Regions from separate parts of the Sus scrofa genome. Here region 2 is linked to region 1. The links are chromatin contacts, called in public Hi-C maps. All regions are on one chromosome and are shown on one strand. Each heading gives the region's core, a stretch centred on a gene start, on an enhancer-like site or on the middle of the called end of the contact. The rest is flanking DNA. Distances are from core to core; before and after follow the strand shown. Region 1 holds the start of PKLR (pyruvate kinase PKLR). Region 2 holds the start of MTX1 (metaxin 1).

Region 1 (5,033 bases), core at 846-3,345:
CATAGGCTCTGCCTCTTTCGATCACCATTGTATCCTCAGGACTTGGCACAGAGTAGGTGCTCAATAAATATTGGCCATGGTTGGAGTTCCCATGGTGGTGCAGCAGAAACGAATCTGACTAGGAACCACGAGGTTTTGGGTTAGAACCCTGGCTTCGCTTCAGTGGGTTAAGAACCTTCATTGCCGTGAGCTGTGGTGTAGGCTGCAGACGCAGCTGGGATCTGGTGTTGCTGTGGCTGTGGTGAAGGCTGGCAGCTGCAGCTCTGATCAGACCCCTAGCCTGGGAGCCTCCATATGCTGCGGGTGCGGCCCTAAAAAGACCAAATAAATAAATGAATAAATACTGGCCATGGTCAATGAGCAAATGGTAGCCAATGTGATAATGACAATGATGCTATCAGAGCCCTTCCAGAGGATTCCCCCCACAAAGTGCTCCCCATTCCCCTTCTTCAGGATCCAGGCCCTACCCTAGATCCCCTGCTTCCTAGATTCACCCAGGGCTAACGTCAATAAAGTGCAAAGAGGAGTTCCCATTGTGGCTCAGTGGGTTAAGAGCTGAACCAGTATCCATGAGGATGCTTGTTCGATCCCTGGCCTTGCTCAGTGGATTAAAGGATCTGGTGTTGCCACAACCTATGGTGTAGGTTGCAGATGGGGCTTGGATCTGGCATTGATGTGACTGTGGTGTAGGCCCCAGCTGTGGCTCCAATTCGACCCCTAGCCTGGGAACTTCCATATGCCACAGGTGTGGCCCTTAAAAAAAGTCAATAAAATTTTTTTTAAAAATGCAGTGCAAAGAAAAAAGTAACCATATCACTGGTATGAGGGGAAAAAAATCTCTATTTGGGCTGATGACCAGACAGTGTGAATGGATTGAAAATTTATCAGGAAAAATGGATGAGAGATGGAGAACGCCAGAGGGCTGAGCAGGTCTGGGGGAGGGACTCTGTGTGGCGACATGGGCAGCCTGCAGGGTGTGCCCCTTTTCTTTTCTCTGGCTCCCTTTGATAAGACCAGCAGTCTTGTTATCCTCTCCCCTTCTCTCTCCACAGTCTGGGCAGCCCCAGTTCCGCATATTGGAGGCATGTCAGTGCAGGAGAGCATGCAACCCCTGGGGCTTTTGTCATGCATCTCTAAGTCCCAAAGGGATTTAGCCAAGTCCATCCTGTTTGGGGCTCCAGGAGGTAAGAAGGGGCAACAGATGCCATTGAAGAGAAGGGGGAGGGGTTCCTGTTGTGGTTCAGTGGAAATGAATCCGACTAGTATCCATGAGGATTCAGGTTGATCCCTGGCCTCACTCAGTGGGTTAAGGATCCAGTGTTGCCATGAGCTGTGGGGTAGGTGGCAAATGAGGCTTGGATCTGGCATTTCTGTGGCTGTGGCATAGACTGGCAGCTGTAGTTTCGATTCAACCCCTACCTAGGAATTTCCATATGTCACTGGTGTACCCCTAAAAAGCAAAAAAAAAAAAAAAAAAAGAGAGAGAGAGAGAGAGAAGGGGAAAATGAGGGTGAAAATCAGGAGTGCGGAGTTCCCGTCGTGGCGCAGTGGTTAACGAATCCGACTAGGAACCATGAGGTTGAGGGTTTGGTCCCTGCCCTTGCTCAGTGGGTTAACGATCCGGCGGCGTTGCCGTGAGCTGTGGTGTAGGTTGCAGATGCGGCTCGGATCCCGGGTTGCTGAGGCTCTGGCGTAGGTCGGTGGCTGCAGCTCCGATTCAACCCCTAGCCTGGGAACCTCCATATGCCGCGGGAGCGGCCCAAGAAATAGCAACAACAACAACAAAACAACAACAACAAAAAAGACAAAAGACAAAAAAAAAAAAAAAAAAAAAGAAAATCAGGAGTGGGGCAGGGGGTACATATAATCCATATCTGCTGCTGGCCAGGAGGCATTTGGGGAGGATTTGCAGCCTTTGGAGTCGCCCCTGTGTTTAGTAATGGATCCTGCTCTGGGCCTCTTCTCTCAGCCCCAAAAGGCAGGGCAGAGGGAAGCTTGCAGCACGGGAGCCACTGGGTACTCCCGTGGTTCCTGGACTCTGGCCCCTGGGGCAGAGGTCCTCCAGTGACAGGGGAGATGCTGGTGACACTTTAACCAGTATGCAGTACTGATCCCCGGCCCAGCTGGGCCTCATTCCCTCATGCTTCAGATATCCTGGAGCAGACCCCCCAGAGATAGACAGGCGTGCAGTGGCATGGAGGGTGCGGCTGGCAGTGGGGCTCCTCTTCCCCTGGGCTGGGCTGTGTCAAACTACAGGGGCTCCAGGACCTGAAGTAGCTTGGAGCAGGCTGAGGAAACTCAGACAAGGGGGTGGGGAGGCCAGCCAATTGCCAGAGGTTGGAAGGAAGAAAACAGGGACTTTAGGAGGGAGAAGTGGGTGATTCTGGGCCTGGAAAGGAAGGGTCACTGTGAGCTAGATATCAATGGAGGCTAAGGCTGCAGGAAGTCAGCAGCTAAAGGGTAAGAAGTCCAGGGTTGACAAGGATCAGACAGCTGGGTGGTCAAGAACTTGAGCCTAGAGTTAGACCTTGACGTAAATCCTATCTCTTACGTAGGAGTGGTATGACCTTGGGCACTTTATTTAACCTTTCTCAGCCTCTGTTTCCTTACCTGTTAAAATGCAGATAATTATAGAGCATTTAACAGTACCTGCTTCCCAGCATCCTTGTGACTAAATAAGATAACGTACGTGTAATGCCCAGCTCATAAAAAGACAACCAAAACTGGAGCGCTGAGGCTGTGCTGAGATGAAAAGATGAGGAGGAGAGGCAGGTGCCCATGCAGCCCTCTTCTACCGCAGGGCCAGCGGGGTACCTACGGCGAGCCAGCTTAGCCCAACTGACCCAGGAGCTGGGCACTGCTTTCTTCCAGCGGCAACAGCTACCGGCTGCTATGGCAGACAGCTTCCTGGAACACCTCTGCCTGCTGGACATCGATTCTGAGCCTGTGGCTGCTCGTAGTACCAGCATCATTGCCACCATCGGTAAGCACCCCCTATTCCCGCTGAAGCATCACGGGACCTCTTGGGTATTTCTCAAGATGCTTCCTCATCTTTTGTCTCCTTCAGACTTCTCCCTGTCTGAGCGAGTCATTCATTCAACAAATATTTGTTGAGCTCTAGGCAGACAAGCATCTGGCCCCTGGGAGTTGTTCAGTGAAATGAAGACCCCTTATCTTTGGGGAGCTGACAATCTAGCTGGGTGGGCCAAGACTTAAGAAACATAATACATTATTTTAAAATAAGAAATGTATTTATTATTTTAGAAAGTGATAGGTACTATGGATGAGAAAAAGAAAAATCAAACATGGTAAGGGGTGTCAAGATGCAAGGGCAGGAGGTGGCAGTGCTAATAGGGAGGCAGGGTAGCTCTTGCTGAGAAAATTAGACCTGGGCAAGGACTTGAAGGAGATGAGAAAACAAGCCATGCAGATGTCTGGAGAGAGTTCTAGGCAACAGGAACAGTCAATGCCAAAGCCCTAAGTCAAGGAGGCTGGAAACCATCAAGGCGAAGAGCAGCAGAAAGGAAGATGCTGGGAGGAGGGGAAGATCCTATAGGGTTTAGTAGGTCATTTTTAGAATTTGAGTTGAATTTTCCTCCAAGTATAATGAGAAACCACTGCAGAGTTTGGAGTCGGGGGAATGACACACTCTTACTTAGGTTTTAACAAACCCACCCAGCTGTGGTAATGAAAATATACTGGAGGCGGGGGTGGGGATGAGGGCAGAAGTCACTCCTGCAGTATTTCTGGTTTAGACCAGGTGGTGGCAGTGAAGCTGGTGAGAAGTGATCAGATTCTTTTTTTTCTTTTTTTTCTTTTCAATTTTATTGGAGTAGAGTTGACATACAAAGTTGTGTTAATTTCAGGTCTACGCCAAAGAAAATCATGTGTACATATACATATACCTATTCCTTTTCAGATACTTTTCCCATATAGGTTATTACACAATGTTGAGTAAATTTCCCTGTGCTATATTGTGGTCTTTGTGACCCATCTATTTTACATATAATAGTGTGTACATGCCAGTCCTAACCCCCTAATTTATCCCTCCCCCCTCCCGAAGAAGTGACCAGATTCTGAAGGCATTTTGTGTGTTTTTTTTGTTTTTGTTTTGTTTTGTTTTGTCTTTTTGCCTTTTCTAGGGCCGCTCCCACAGCATATGGAGGTTCCCAGGCTAGGGGCCCAATCCGAGCTGTAGCTGCCGGCCTACACCACAGCCACAGCAACACGGGATTCGAGCCGCATCTGCAACCTACACAACAGCTCACGGCAACGCCGGATCCTTAACCCACCGAGCAAGCCAGGGATCCTTAACCCACAATCTCATGGTTCCTAGTCGGATTCGTGAACCACTGCTCCACGACGGGAACTCCTCTGAATGTATTTTGAAGGCAGAGCTGAGAGGAAATGATGGATGGGATATGGGGTAGGAGTGAGGGTGAAAAAGGAGTCAAAGATTTCTCCCAGGTTTTTGGCGTGAGGAACGAGAAGAATCCATTATCGACTGAGCAGAAAAGACTGCGGTGGGGCAGAGATCAGGTCAGTTTTGGGGCATGCTGAGTTTGAGACTTGCATTAGACATGCAAGTATGGTACAGAGTAGGCAATCAGATATACAACTCTGGGTTTGGGAAAGTGGTCTGCATTGGAGATACAACTTTGGGAGCTGTCCTATCGATGGTATTTAAAGCCATGAGACTAGTTGAGACCACCAAGGGAGTGACAGTAAAATGACAGAAGAGAATGGGGCATCTAATGATAAGGGGAGTGAGGAGCAAGAGAGATTCAGAAGGAGCAGCCAGTGAGGTGGGGATAAACCAAGAGAGGGCAGTGTCCTGGAGGCCAAGCAAAGAGGGTCATTAAGAACATGTGTCCGGAGTCCCCTTACAGCACAGGGGGTTGAGGACCCTGCATTGTCACTGCTGTGACTCTGGTTGCTGCTATGGCGCGGGTGGAATCCCTGACCCAGGGACTTCCACGTACATGCCACTGGCATGCCCCCCCCACAAAAAAAAAGTGTGTCAAATGCTGCTG
Region 2 (4,966 bases), core at 1,389-3,888, 74 kb after region 1:
CCATACCCCCAGGTCTCTGCCTGCCACACCTTCCTGGGCTCCAGTGTCTGCTTCTCAGCCCCCTCCCTCACATCCTGAGTAAACTCTGTCCCCAGATAACCTCTTGAGTGTGATCCTCAAATCTCTGTGAGCCTCAGTTTCTCCCCCATAGAATGGGGGTAATAATCTCTTTCGCTCACTGTGGCTGTATTAGGAGAAAACTCTGGAACCTGGGAAAGCTGTGTTCCTACATCAGAAATCAGTGGTGCTGTTCCTGCCAGGAACTTTGGCTTTTATCTGGATCGCCTTTCTCCATGACTCTCAAGCCTCCATTAATTCACCAATTCCTCCACCTCTGGGAAAGGAGAAATGAGTAAGAGGGTCCCACACTTCAGATGATGTGTTCCCTTTTGGAACCAGACCATAAAAGCTAGAAGAGCCCCTGCAAAGTATCCTGGCTAGGCCCCCTAGTTGTACAAATAAGGAGGAAGTTAAACAATTTGCCCAAAGTCACATAGACAATGACAGAGTGAAAAACATAGCCTAGGCCTCCCCATTCCTCTCATAACACTCTTTCAATTTCCTCATCCTGGCTCTTAGCCTTGTCCATCCTGAGCCCCATGTAATTCAGCCCTACTGGTCCCTGAAAAAAGGGCAGTGGCCCTTAGAAATCCCTGTCTGGTCCTATCTTTTTTGTTTTTTCTCTCCTAGTCTTATCTTTGAGAGCTTCATCTGAGCCAACTGTTCTCTCCTACTCTCCTTTCCCTTCCATGTGTCATCGGCCTATTCATCTCTACCTCCCTGCCCAGCAGGTGCCTCTGGATGCCCTGACTAGCTTAATCTCTAGTCTACCACGTACTCCATCACAACAACATTGTGTCTCCCCACTGGACTATGTGTTTCTTGCAGCTGAGTCACCTGCATCTGGATTGGCATATGCTGCTGTTCAATAAAGATGTGTTGCACTGAATCAACTGAACTCTCTCATTGACAGTCCCCCTACCCAAGCCACCTACCTCTTTTCGAAGGTGGGTGATGATCTTGTGTGGTACCGAGATGACTTCTCCTTGACTGGTCCGAAGGGCAGGCAGAGTTCCTGACATTGACAAAGAAGTATGGCCACCAGATCCTTAACTGCTTATCCATATATTATTGCACCACATCCCTGTCTGTCTCCTGCTCTTCCCCTTGTACATTCCCTTCCTCACCACCCCCACCGCCACCCAGGGACACTGGATACCTGAAGGGCTCCGCCAGGGGTTGGTGATCTTGTGCACCTTGAGTGGGGCACCAGTAAATCTGGCATAGGTCTGCAGGGAAGGAAGCAGAAGGCAGAGAGGCCAGGGACATGGCCCCCACAGGGGAATCAAGAAAAGAAATAACATTTATTGAATACCTTTTGTGTTATGCCCTATGCTTCATAATTGCCTTACCAAAAAAAAAAAAAAAAAAGTTGACATTATGTTCTTTTTTTTTTTTTTTTGTCTTTCTGCCATTTCTTGGGCTGCTCCCTCGGCATCTGGAGGTTCCCAGGCTAGGGGTCAAATCGGAGCTGTAGCCGCCGGCCTACACCAGAGCCACAGCAACTCGGGATCCGAGCTGTGTCGACAACCTACAGCTCACGGCAACACCGGATCCTTAACCCACTGAGTGAGGCCAGGGATCGAACCCACAACCTCATGGTTCCTAGTCGGATTCATTAACCACTCCGCCAAACGGGAACTCCTATGTTCCCATTTTACAGTGGGTAACACAGGGCTCAGAGAGATGATGGACATGTCCATGATTACAAGTCAGCCAGAAAAATCCTTTCCTCTACCTTCTTTCCTGCCATTTCCCGGTGAACACTTAACCTCATTTGGAAGCACTGACCATGCCTTTCTTTGGAGTCTCTATGGACTGTTCATACTTATAACTTAGCACCAGAACATTTTATTACACTTATTTGCTGACATGTCTACCTTTCTGTAAACACCACCAGGGGAGGGACCACATGCTATTTATCTTTGCATGCCAATGTTTGGTATTTGTAAGATGCCTAATACATGCTTATTAAATGAAAGAGTGAATGAATGAGTGAACTAGTCTGACTCCAAAGCTCTATCTACAGAGCCTGGCTGTGGGCTTTTTGGTTCAATGAACAATAACCTCAGTCAGTGCTGTTGAATGAGGAGGAGGAGGGAGGGAGGTTGAGAAGGCAGAGACCTGCGGAGTCGGAGAACTCTGAGATCGTCCAGCCTCAGTAAACAAGCGGATGAAGAAAACAGCGCCCAGAGAGAAGGGATCGCTCCAAGGTCACACAGCCAATAAATGGACATGCGAGAACTAAAACTCATCTCCTGAACCTCTGACCAGCACCCGTTCCATTGCCAAACAAAAACTAGGCTGCTAATGGCAAAGGACACGGTATGTGAGTCCATACTGGCCAGGCACGCTCTTTGATTGCCTCAGTTTCCCCCAATGCGCCCGTGCTGAGGCGCCCTGGCAAAATCCGGTGATTGGCTAGTCCGAGCCCCCTCCCCAGTCCTCCAGGGCGCAGCAGAGGGCGCTGGCGCCACCCCTCACCAGCACGGCCAGACTGTCCAGGTCCACGGACGGCAGCCCCCAGCCCCCTGACCAGCAGAACAGCTCCATGGGCGCCGCCATCTTGCCCGCCCTTTGTCCCGGAAGCACCTCCCCCTGCGCTTCAGCCCTCCTCCGCGCGGATCCGCCCCCCGCCCCTACGACTGTTCACAGTGGGGAGCTGGGGGGAGGCCCTCGGGAAGGCGCTGCTTATCCCAGCCCAGAAGGCGGCCTGACGGCGTGGGGCGGAACCGAAGGCTTCGGGGGAGGGCGGCAGCGGTCCGATCCACAGGCGGCTCGCGAAGGGGGGAAGGGCTTTCATCCCGGCGCGCCTAAGAGAGTCCCGGAGCCTTGGCCGAGGGGAGCCCCGAGCCTCTGAAGGCTCAGCGGGCCCAGAAGGGGGCTTTGGGCTCCTGGGCAGGCTCTGGGTGCCCTCACAGATCTGCAAGAGGTCTGGGCTGCTTCGGGCCCCCTCAGGGCTCGGCCCCGAGCGGGGGCTGCGGGGGGGGTCCCCCGAGCCGCATGTTTTCCACAGCGCGTTATGTTTGGAGCCGGCCCCGCGCCTCCTGTCGCCATGGAAACAAAACAGGGGCGGTGGCGGAGGCCGAAGCTAGGCCGGGCTGGGGCCTGGGTGGGGGGAGGGGAGGTGGGGCTCTGGGACTGTTGCCTTGGCAACGGGAACCGAGGCGCCCCTCCGTTTCATCCGGGTCGTGGCCTGTCTGCCTGTACCCCCAAGTGTTCTCAGTCTGCCCCCCGGCCCCTGGCCTGTCCTCTGGTCTCCTCCTGTCCTTGGCGTCCCTTTCCCTATTTCTTCACTCCAGCCTCACTGACCACTGTTGTAGACTTTCCCTCCAGTTTCCACCAGACTCTTCTAGACTCCCAGGTTTTCCTAGTAATGAAGGAAAGTGGAAGCACAGGGACAAGGCATGGGACCATCACCCTAATAAAGAGCACTTGCTCTGTCGGAGGAGCAAACGTCATGCCATGTGGGCATCCCCTGGGCACTATAGCAAGCTAGTTTCAGCCACTCCCTTGGAATTCTCTCGTACCAGCTGTGGAATAATGCTCACTGTCTGGCACTGCCCCTGCCAAAGTTGCCTGCCTTCCCCAACTGTGGCTTCCAGAAGACAGTAGCATTCGGTAGCAACCCCCAAGAGCGAGATGCAGGGGAGAGGGAGGCACCTGGGGGAGAGCACCATTAGGGAGAGGCGCGAGGCAAGGAGGCCTCCAGGACTCTTCCTCAGTGCCCCTGGTTCCCGGAGCTGAGGATGCCTCCAGGGTGATTGGCAGCTCTTTGTTTCAGCCCCCCCTCACCGCCTGCCGGCCCCCCCCTCCAGTCCCTCCGCCCCCCTCTCCTGCTCTCCGCCTAGCCTTTTCCCCTCCCAGCCGCCTGCCTGCCAGGGGTAGTGAGCCGGCTGAGCGGCATGGAGACGCAGGAACTTCGGGGGGCCCTGGCTCTTCTCTTCCTTTGCACTTTCGCATCTGCCAGTCAGGACCTGCAGGGTAAGCCAGTACCAATTCTCAGAGCCCCCTCTCTGCCTCCTCCCCACTTGCCCCCAGCCTAGTAGCAGGGAACATGTGGGCAAGGGGAGAGGGGAGAGTCCTGAAATTGAACCGGAGGGAAGAGTTGATGAAATTATGATCCTGTGGGGAGGAGCTGACACCAGAAGGTGGCGGATGAGTGGGAACTGGCCAGGGTCAGCATGAGGCCAGGGCTGTGGACTCAGGAGGCAGGATGCTAGGGCTGCCTGGCTGGTTTGGTGTCTGAGCATCCCCAGACACTCCAGGGTCTGGGAGAGCAGCTCAAAGGTGGGTTTCTTCCACCTTTGGGCTCCTAGTTGCCTAAGAACCGGGTGGGGGTGGGGACCAAGAGGTCTGGGCTCTCCTGGAGGTCTGGTGGTAGGATGGGTCTGTGGGTGTGGGAGAGGTAGCTGGAGCAGATGACACAGGCACAGATTCTTTACAGGCTGGAAGGGAAACCACAGATTGGCCAGGACACAGGAGGCAGAGAGCTGGGTCCCAGGTTCCTGTGGGAGAGAGCCAGACAGTAGGAGGGTCGAAGTCTTCAGTGGGCAGCTGTTCTCACCCAGAGCGAGTGTGCTGAACCCCCCAGGACGGGAGGAGGAGCATTTAGGGGCATTTAGAGCCAAACCCAGCCGTGTGAAGAGAAACGGCCTTCCTATTTCTGCGCTGTGGGCACCAGGTGCTACTCCTGCCTTGAGATCAACACAGTGACTCCTTTGCGCCACCTGGTGGGGGCATCTCACATTCGCGGGGCGCTGTTGCTGTATTTCCAGTTGAGCCTCAGGCCTGCCGGTTCTCGGAGTGGCAGTAAGGAAGGCACAACGCCTTGTCCTCTGACAGCAACAAGGGTTGGATTTCCAGGAGGTGACTAACACTGTCGGGTGGTGATGAAGGATGCCGC

The links. Hi-C and Micro-C count contacts between places; a contact is called where the count stands out from the background.
Region 2: a contact with region 1 is called in a Hi-C map of liver, with 5 times the contacts expected there. The contact joins the promoter of MTX1 here to the promoter of PKLR in region 1. A contact is called at or near these places in 1 of 5 promoter capture datasets (fetal liver), 7 of 47 Hi-C or Micro-C datasets (embryonic fibroblasts, heart right ventricle, liver and 3 more) and 1 of 2 datasets of contacts at active chromatin or transcription factors (alveolar macrophages).

The regions. Positions count from the first base shown.
Region 1 is chr4:94,534,883-94,539,915 of Sscrofa11.1, forward strand. PKLR (pyruvate kinase PKLR) reads left to right here and starts at 2,096. Exons shown (of 11, transcript XM_021089721.1): 1 at 2,096-2,201; 2 at 2,801-2,983. The coding sequence starts at 2,141. All of the region lies in intron 1 of LOC102165794 (a long non-coding RNA gene), which reads right to left.
Region 2 is chr4:94,608,801-94,613,766 of Sscrofa11.1, forward strand. MTX1 (metaxin 1) reads right to left here and starts at 2,639. Exons shown (of 8, transcript NM_001039750.1): 1 at 2,545-2,639; 2 at 1,220-1,289; 3 at 996-1,075. The coding sequence starts at 2,625. It overlaps THBS3 (thrombospondin-3), which reads left to right and starts at 3,902. Exons shown (of 23, transcript XM_013997018.2): 1 at 3,902-4,044. The coding sequence starts at 3,966.